Linked DNA regions of Triticum aestivum: region 2 is linked to region 1. A link is a contact called in public Hi-C data. All regions are on one chromosome and are shown on one strand. The core of a region is the stretch at or near the end of the contact, and the rest is flanking DNA. Distances in the headings are between cores, read along the strand shown.

Region 1 (3,756 bases), core at 13-2,512:
AGTGGGAGATGCATATGTTAACTGCAACGCTAAAAATAGCTCTCAGTGGGATCATATGCTAAGTAAAGAAGGACCGACACAATTATGCATGGTGTGGACACATGGAGCCAAGTGCGATGAGGCCAACTAACTGGCTGCTGCTCAATTATAACCCCTGAAAGTTAAGAGCATGAACAGGAGCAGTGATTGGGACCAGATTCTGCAGACACTAGCCTATGATATATGGTCATGAGCCTGATCAGATGCACCGAGAACTAGATTTGGATGGCTGATAGCCTAGGATGGAGACTGGAGGCTCACCCTTTCCTGATCCTGTTTGTTTTTCTTCTCCTGGTAAGGGTAAGCATTTCTCTCTGCAGTAGCCTTCCAAACGATCTGAACCTTTGCATTAGCCTGTCTTAATACCTTTTGGCTCTACTATTATTGGCCACCAACAGCACATGCTTTCTTTGCCCTTAGCTTGGGTCACCTTCAGCCTCTATGGACCCATCTGGGTTTCCGGTTGATGCGTCTTTCTTGTATACCACACCAGTCTTTGCTTGCCTGTCCCTGCCCCTGAGTAGCATTGCCTGCTCCATAAACAACTTGTGTGTGTGGGTAGGGCGTGCCATTTTTTAAGTGCACTGCTTCAGGAACTGGCTTGCTTTGCCTGTATGGTTTTGCTATCTTTTTTTCCGGACCCTGCCTTGACTTTAGGAAGCTTCCACTATCTTTACTTGTGCTTTGATTCTCATACCAGTTACCGCTAGATTTCGACCTAAATCTTATATTATCTGCCGAATTAGTTAAGTAAAGAGTTCCAGTTTTTTGCAGCTTGATTTCTGATGAATGTCTCTGTTGATTCTTGCTTGCATTGAGAAGGTTCTCTGAATTGTGTTGTTCGATGTCTCTTTGCTCGTCTGGTCGAACGTCACAATTAGAGTGGCCAGTCAATACCGCCACCCCTGTTTCCATCATCATCTATCTGCCTGGTGTGGTGTCTATCCATTAGGAGTCCGACAAAGCACCCCATTTACGTCGTGAAACAATCTCTTTCGATCGCTTGAATGAACAAATCGGCGCCTAGCAAGCAAAGAAAAGAATCCTGATTTGAACACCAGAACCAGCTCGGCCATCTCCGTCGCTCTGGACAGATATTTGGACGATCTATCTATCAGCATCGCGCTGGAGTCTCGTTTCTTCCTACTCGTGCATCACAGCCTCTACTACTCTAGTATCAGGTCATTTTTATGCTTGTCCCATCTGAGAGGAAGAAAGTAATGTGTGCGTGGCGTGCATTGATATATATACGTGGAGGCGTAGGGGCCCATCCATGGTGGCGTAGCCCAGCCATGTGTTATTTGGTTGGTTCAGATTTCACAATCTTGGCATATGTATGCATCGAGGGTCAGGTGCCTGTCCCTCTCTGCATCCAATTTCTTTGTTTGCATGTCTCCATGATCTTTCTTTATCTGTACCATGTCACCAGGTAAAGACGTATGTATCCAAGGGAGGTTATTCTAGCCCAATAATACCCCAGAAACGACGATTTTATTCCATGTCAATGAGACTGAGCACGAGCATCTGGAGGGGGAATGAATGACTCCACGTTTAGCTCATCACAAGCCGGCCGGGTAAATCAATTTAGGTCGGCATTTAGATAGCTTCTGGGCTGTGGCCACGTTACAATCATCATACGCCTATCTTATTGGTTGGGCTCAGTGGCTCCTTTCTTCAACTCTAGGGCATATTTCTTCTTCCTTTTTCTTATCAATACAGAATTATACTATGAAGTTAGCATGTTGTACTCCCTCTATATCAAAATATAAGATGTTTTTTTTCACACTGTGATAGTGTCAAAAAATGTCTTATATTTCGATACGGAGGGAGTACCATCCACCCATGGATCGATGATGGGACTTGACGGGAGATGCTAGCTAAACAAAGCTCATTCCTGGTGATGTAACATGGAGTGCGTGCGTGCCATCTACTTGCACTGTCACAGGGGGGACGAGCATAGTGCAATACTCCATGCCAACTTTTTGTTAAATCTGAAACAACACTTGTCATTTTGGGCGCCTAATGACGTGCCATTTTGCCAACCCATGTACAATGACTTGTGCAAGCTGCATTGCCTCCCTTGTCCCGTGCTGGTCGATGGAAGCCACACCCGGTTCCCTCTCTCCTGCATCTTTCTGCCAGCAAATGTTTCTCGGAGCTATTTGCAGCAGTCTGTTGCCATGCGTTTTGTCCCTCTCTATCTTTTTTTCTGCCTCACGTTCTTTTTATGCGGTCCTGTTTTCAGCCTGCTTTCAACATTTGGAAGTTAAGATGTACCAGCCTGTGGATTCGGGTTTGGGGACGCTGTCATTGTCGAACTGCTGAAGGAGAATGGTCTTCTGCCTCATCTGTCGCGACAAATAGACGACATTGTCTTCCCGCTGGATGATGAGCTTCAGGAACCAGCATCCTGTGTTGCATCCTCTCTGCGGAAGAATGGCAGATCCGTAGACCTTGTACAAGACAAGTGTCTGAAATGGGTGTTTAAACATGCAGATCGGACAAGTGCTAGCAGGCTGGTTTTGGTTGGGGAAATCTGAGTGGGAGCGAGGCATGGTTCGTGTGAAGGCACTGTCTGCCAGAGAAGAATTTGAGGTCAATGCAAGCGAATTACAATAATTGTTAGTCAATCTGGAGGTTTTACTTCCAAACCTAGCACTTCTTTTCTTTGTTTTTGCTGTCTACCGTTGTTAGTCCTCCCTTTGCAACATTTTAGGTTGTGCCATTCATGTCATAGTATATAGAGTAAATATCATGGAACCATAATAACTGGTGCTTAGGTTAAGATAACCACAACTCCAAGAAATAATTATGTACTACCTCTGTAAAGTAATATATGATCTTTTTATATTACTTTACAGAGGGAGTAATTGAGATGCATGATTTGGATGGTGGTCATGAACCTGGTTAGATGCACTGAGAGCTAGATTTGGATGGCTTACCCAGAAAAAGTCAAGCAAATACAACGGATGGCCCGCCCTTTTCTGACCCTGTTCGTTTCTCTTCTCCTGGTAAGGATTTCTCCCCAAACGATCCGAGCCTTTGCATTGGCCTCTCTTATCAATACATTTTGGCTCTATTATTGGCCACCAACAGCACATGCTTTCTTTGACCCATCTGAGTTTCCAGTTGATGCGTCTTTCTTGTACACCAGTCTTTGCTTGCCTGTCCCTGTCCCTGTACCTGAGTAGCACTGCCTGCTCCATAAACAACATGTAGCTTCAGGAACACAAATCCATGAGTTATCACTGCTTCAGGAACTGGCTTGCTTCGCTTGTATGGTTTTGTTGTCTTTTTCTCTGGACCCCTGTCTTGACTTTAGGAAGCTACCATTATCTTTACTTGTCCTTCACTTTGATTCTCATAGTTACCACTGGATTTCGACCTAAATCTTACTACAACACTATTTTATTTACCGAATTAGGTAGAGTTCCAGTTTCTTGCAGCTTATTGGTTAAGTGACATTATTGGCCTCTTGATTTCCGATGAATGTCTTATCTCTATTGGTTCTTAGCTTTTACAGTGGGTGGATATTCCCTTTTTCTACCCTTGGATAGAGTAGGTTTTCAAACTTTCATGAACCTGGCTGGCATTGAGAAGGTTCTCTGAATTGTGTCGTTCAATGTCTCTTTGCTCGTCTGGTTGAACGTCACAATTCGAGTGGCCAGTCAATACCACCACCCCTGTTTCCATCATCTGCCTGGTGTCTATCCATTA
Region 2 (3,958 bases), core at 1,002-3,501, 170 kb after region 1:
CTGGGCCCCGGGCACCAAGGGCCCAGGCCCGGGGCATGGAATTTCTGCTAGGCTATTATATATGTATGATATTCTGTAGGCCCAGGGTACAGCCCAGTAAAATGAAGGGTCAGAGCGTCATGGGCTGTCTCACCGCATGTCAAGGGACGCACTCACGAGGAGACCTCCCACTCGCGCACGCATGTGACAGGAAAATAGAAAACTAACGGACGCACGCACAACACGATGTTGTCGATTTCTCAAAGAAAGAAAAACCCATCACGAATCTGTCAGGAGACGCCAGCGACCGCATAGCCGCCGCCGACCTAACTCGCATGCGACGCACGCAAGATCAATCTGCAAAGTCCAAACTCTAGCGCTTGCGCTGACGCCGCCGTCCACCGGCGTCTCGGCCACCGCCGTACCGCCCTCCTGTGTGGCTCTGCGCTCTTCGCCCAATCGCCCGACGTGCCTAGCTTCTTGACTGCCATACCTACCTTGATATTTTTTTGATGCTTTCCCGGTTTCCCCTCATGCTTCCACTTGTATCATGTTCTACAATGTCGGTGTGAAATCTGTCTTAGTGTGTATCACTCCAAAGTAAAATTTAATTGCAATAATGTGTGTGTATCAAGTCATATATCTAGTGTATTATCGAACTGATATTAATCTAATTGCCCATTTCATTTCATATTGTAGAAAGAGAAGATGAAAAGATTTTTTTCACCGGTCTCCAGAACGAGTGTGTCTACACTTATCTTTTCAGATGGAGGGAATCAAGCAACTGAGGGGGTGAGTTTTTAGATTTATATCAATCATAATTGTTTCACTTGATGTTTACGCCTTCTCTTATGAAATTTTGCTTTTAATGTCTTGAAGGTGTTGGCCCTTCTTCCACCGATGATGAGGTTATGTGAGGCACTGATGAAGCAAACCATTGATTTGATACTCTTTTTTATCACATACTATTCTTTGTAGTTCTTCACATGTTTTTACCTATTTTGTTGTATCGTTAAGCATTGAGCTAAAATTCTTCATTTTTCATGCAATTGAGCCATATTTTGTCTGAGTATCTTTTGTGGTAGCTAAAAGCCTTGTAAACGTCAAGTTTTTAACTTTGGGCAAAAATCTTTTTTTTTTGGCCCAGGGCTTGCTCCAATCCTGGCTCCGCCACTGTGTAGATGTGTGATGAGTTCCATGCAAAAAAAAAGGATGCGTGATGGCACAACTGTGGTTCTATTTTGGCGGTGACGTGATTATCTGTATCCCGCAGTTAAAAGACGATCGAAGCTCTACTTTGGTAGAGATCTTTTTTTGGAAATCAAATTAAATCAAAAGCTGGCGGTAGCTTTTGCCCAAATTAAAAGTACGGATCGGATGGATCGGCCTGATTTGCACCAAAGTACAGCCCAGAATGAATGAATGGTCGATCTATCGCCACCAAATCAATTACTAGCTCATTCATTCCCTTCTAATTTTGACCCCTCATCTCTACGTCTACGCTTTGTCTTACTATATTATTTTTATCAACCATCTACAGCTAGCCAGCCAAAAAACGCCTAGCAGTAATATATACTTCCTCCGTTCCAAAGTATAAGGCTTTGCAAAGATTTCACTATGAACTACATACGAAGTAAAATGTGTGAATGTACACTCTTTTTTTGAGCATTGTGAATGTACACTCTAAAGTACATCTATATACATTCGTATGTAGAACAGATGGAGTATATCTCAGCACATTAAAGTACGTACGTTGATTCTGCATGCAGATGCAGTGCATGAACGTAGTACGTAACGCATGCACGGTTTCCTTCTTCCTGGAATTGCCCTCCAGTAACCACGGCTTTGTACGTGATTCCCGATCTTTAACAAGTCCAGAGCGCGTAATTTGCTTTGCTTTGTTAAGTTTCCTTATACCCCAAGATTCGTGCGTCCAGAGATCAAAGGCTCAACGATGCGTGCTGATTTGGCGCCACGACATATACTAACTTAAACGATACAGTATATGGCCAAGGCTTGGGTTCTGCAAATTAGTCAACCGATCGATGGAATCGTCGGGAACGGAAGCCAGCAATTTCGGTGCAGAAAGGTAATATAACGCGGGGAATTCGTGGTTTCTACTGCAAATTTAGGGAGAGATTGAAACGGAAGCCATAAATAAAAGGAAAATTCCCTCCTGAACAGGGCCGGTCAATCTCATCGTCAGTTGCATTCTCACTCAGGATGCCAACCAAAGCCCGGTCACGCACCATAAATACCCGGCGGCCTGCCATCTACGGACCTCGTTTCTTTGCCACCCTGCCCGCCCGTCCCCTCTCGCCGATCGATGACCTCACCTCCCACATCTGACTAACTCCGGCCAGGGACGCATCGCCTTGGCTGTATATATAGGAAGCTAGCGGACGACCCGCGCGCCCCATCAATCGCCATGGCCTCCGTGGACCTGCAACGCCTGCGCCACATGTTACTCACCACCGGCGCCGGCGGCGGTCACCACCAGCTCGCCTCCGCCGCTACTATCCCAGCGAGTGGGCCTTGTTATGGTGCTGCGCTGCCGAGCCAGCGGGACCACCACATGTGCGCGGACCTCTTCAGTCTGCCGCCGGCGACGATGACGACGACGTCGGCCACGGAGCAGTATTCCGAGTTCTTGGCGATGGCTGCTGCCAATCTGGCGAAGAAGGGCGTCAGGCCCGACGGTGGTCAGGAAATGAGCACAAACAAGCGGAAGCGCGACGGGCGGTCGTCGATGCTTGCCGCGGCCGACGTTCTTGCGGCCCACGTCCAGCAGCAGACCATCGACGTCGACCGCATCCTGCTTAAACATGTAAGTCACATGCCATGATCAAATCGCCGCCACCGATCGATACTTTGCGTTTCAGGCTTTAATTTCTGTGTAGTTTTTATTAACCGTGGTCGATGATGCAGGCGCAAAATTTGTGGACTACTCTGGCGGAGCAGAGGCAGAGCCACACGAGGCTGATCGTCTCGACCGTGGAGGCCATGGCGGCGAAGCGGCTCAAGGCCAGGGACGACGAGATTGAGCGGATCAGGATCATGAACTGGGCGCTCGAGGAGCGCCTTCGGAACCTCTTCATGGAGGCCCAGATGTGGCGCGACATCGCGCAGTCCAACGAGGCCACGGCCAACGTGCTCCGCGGCGACCTGCAGCGGGCGCTCGACTCCCAGGCGGTCCGTGACGGTGGAAGCGGCGACGGTCAGGAGGACGACGCCGAGTCGTGCTGCTGGGGAGAGAACCAGGTGCCTTTGTGCGCGGAGGAGGAGGTGGGCACGCCGGCAGTGGAGGAGCGTCCCGCGACAGCAGTAGGAAGGTGCAAGGGATGCCGCGAGGACGCGGCCGTGGTGCTGCTGCTGCCGTGCCGGCACCTCTGCGTGTGCGCGCCGTGCGCGGCCGCGGCACAGGCGTGCCCGGCGTGCGGAAGCGCCAAGAATGGCAGCGTCTGCATCAACTTTTCGTGATGCGGGAGGAATAGTTTTAGAGTCGACATTTGGTTTCCTTCTAAAACTTACTAGAGTCGACTTTTGTTTGTATTCTTTTGTTCACTTTTTCTTGTTGTTGTTGACGGGAAGCACCATGCCGTGCCACGTTGGGCCACTGACATGTAAGCCAGCTTTGCAACAGGCCCACATATCAGTGGAAGAACAGCAGGGTGTCGAACGGTAGAGTATCCTCCTCCTTGTTGACGGCGGTAATAGATAGGAGGATGGTTGGATAACATAGATATGAAAGGACTTGTATCCTTTTTTTTTAGTTTAGCTTTTTCCTTGAAGCCGTTGAATCAATTGTTCAACAAGAAGAAAAACAGTTCGTAGTATTACAGATCAATGCTTGAAATTAAATACATAGATTAGAAGTTGAACAACATATATGGGGCGTGTCTAAGGGTTTTTGCACCAGGGATGGTGAAGCAGGTCAAAGATAGAAATCCGATTTAGATCCAACCGTCATAGAGAGTGA

What was found. Hi-C and Micro-C count contacts between places; a contact is called where the count stands out from the background.
Region 2: a contact with region 1 is called in a Hi-C map of leaf, with 4 times the contacts expected there. The contact joins the promoter of LOC123148875 here to the enhancer-like site in region 1. A contact is called at or near these places in 2 of 5 Hi-C or Micro-C datasets (both in leaf) and 1 of 1 datasets of contacts at active chromatin or transcription factors (leaf).

The regions. Positions count from the first base shown.
Region 1 is chr7A:639,930,104-639,933,859 of IWGSC CS RefSeq v2.1, forward strand. No RefSeq gene overlaps it. Among protein-coding and RNA genes, the nearest start is that of LOC123148873, 6.5 kb to the left of the region's middle. Within about 2 kb of position 1,263, at least 1 of the 8 cell types and tissues checked has an H3K27ac peak or open chromatin away from gene starts, as enhancers often do. A contact at or near this core is called in leaf, where this site is marked.
Region 2 is chr7A:640,100,034-640,103,991 of IWGSC CS RefSeq v2.1, forward strand. LOC123148875 (E3 ubiquitin-protein ligase BOI) reads left to right here and starts at 2,252. Exons shown (of 2, transcript XM_044568393.1): 1 at 2,252-2,806; 2 at 2,908-3,826. The coding sequence starts at 2,408. The coding sequence ends at 3,459.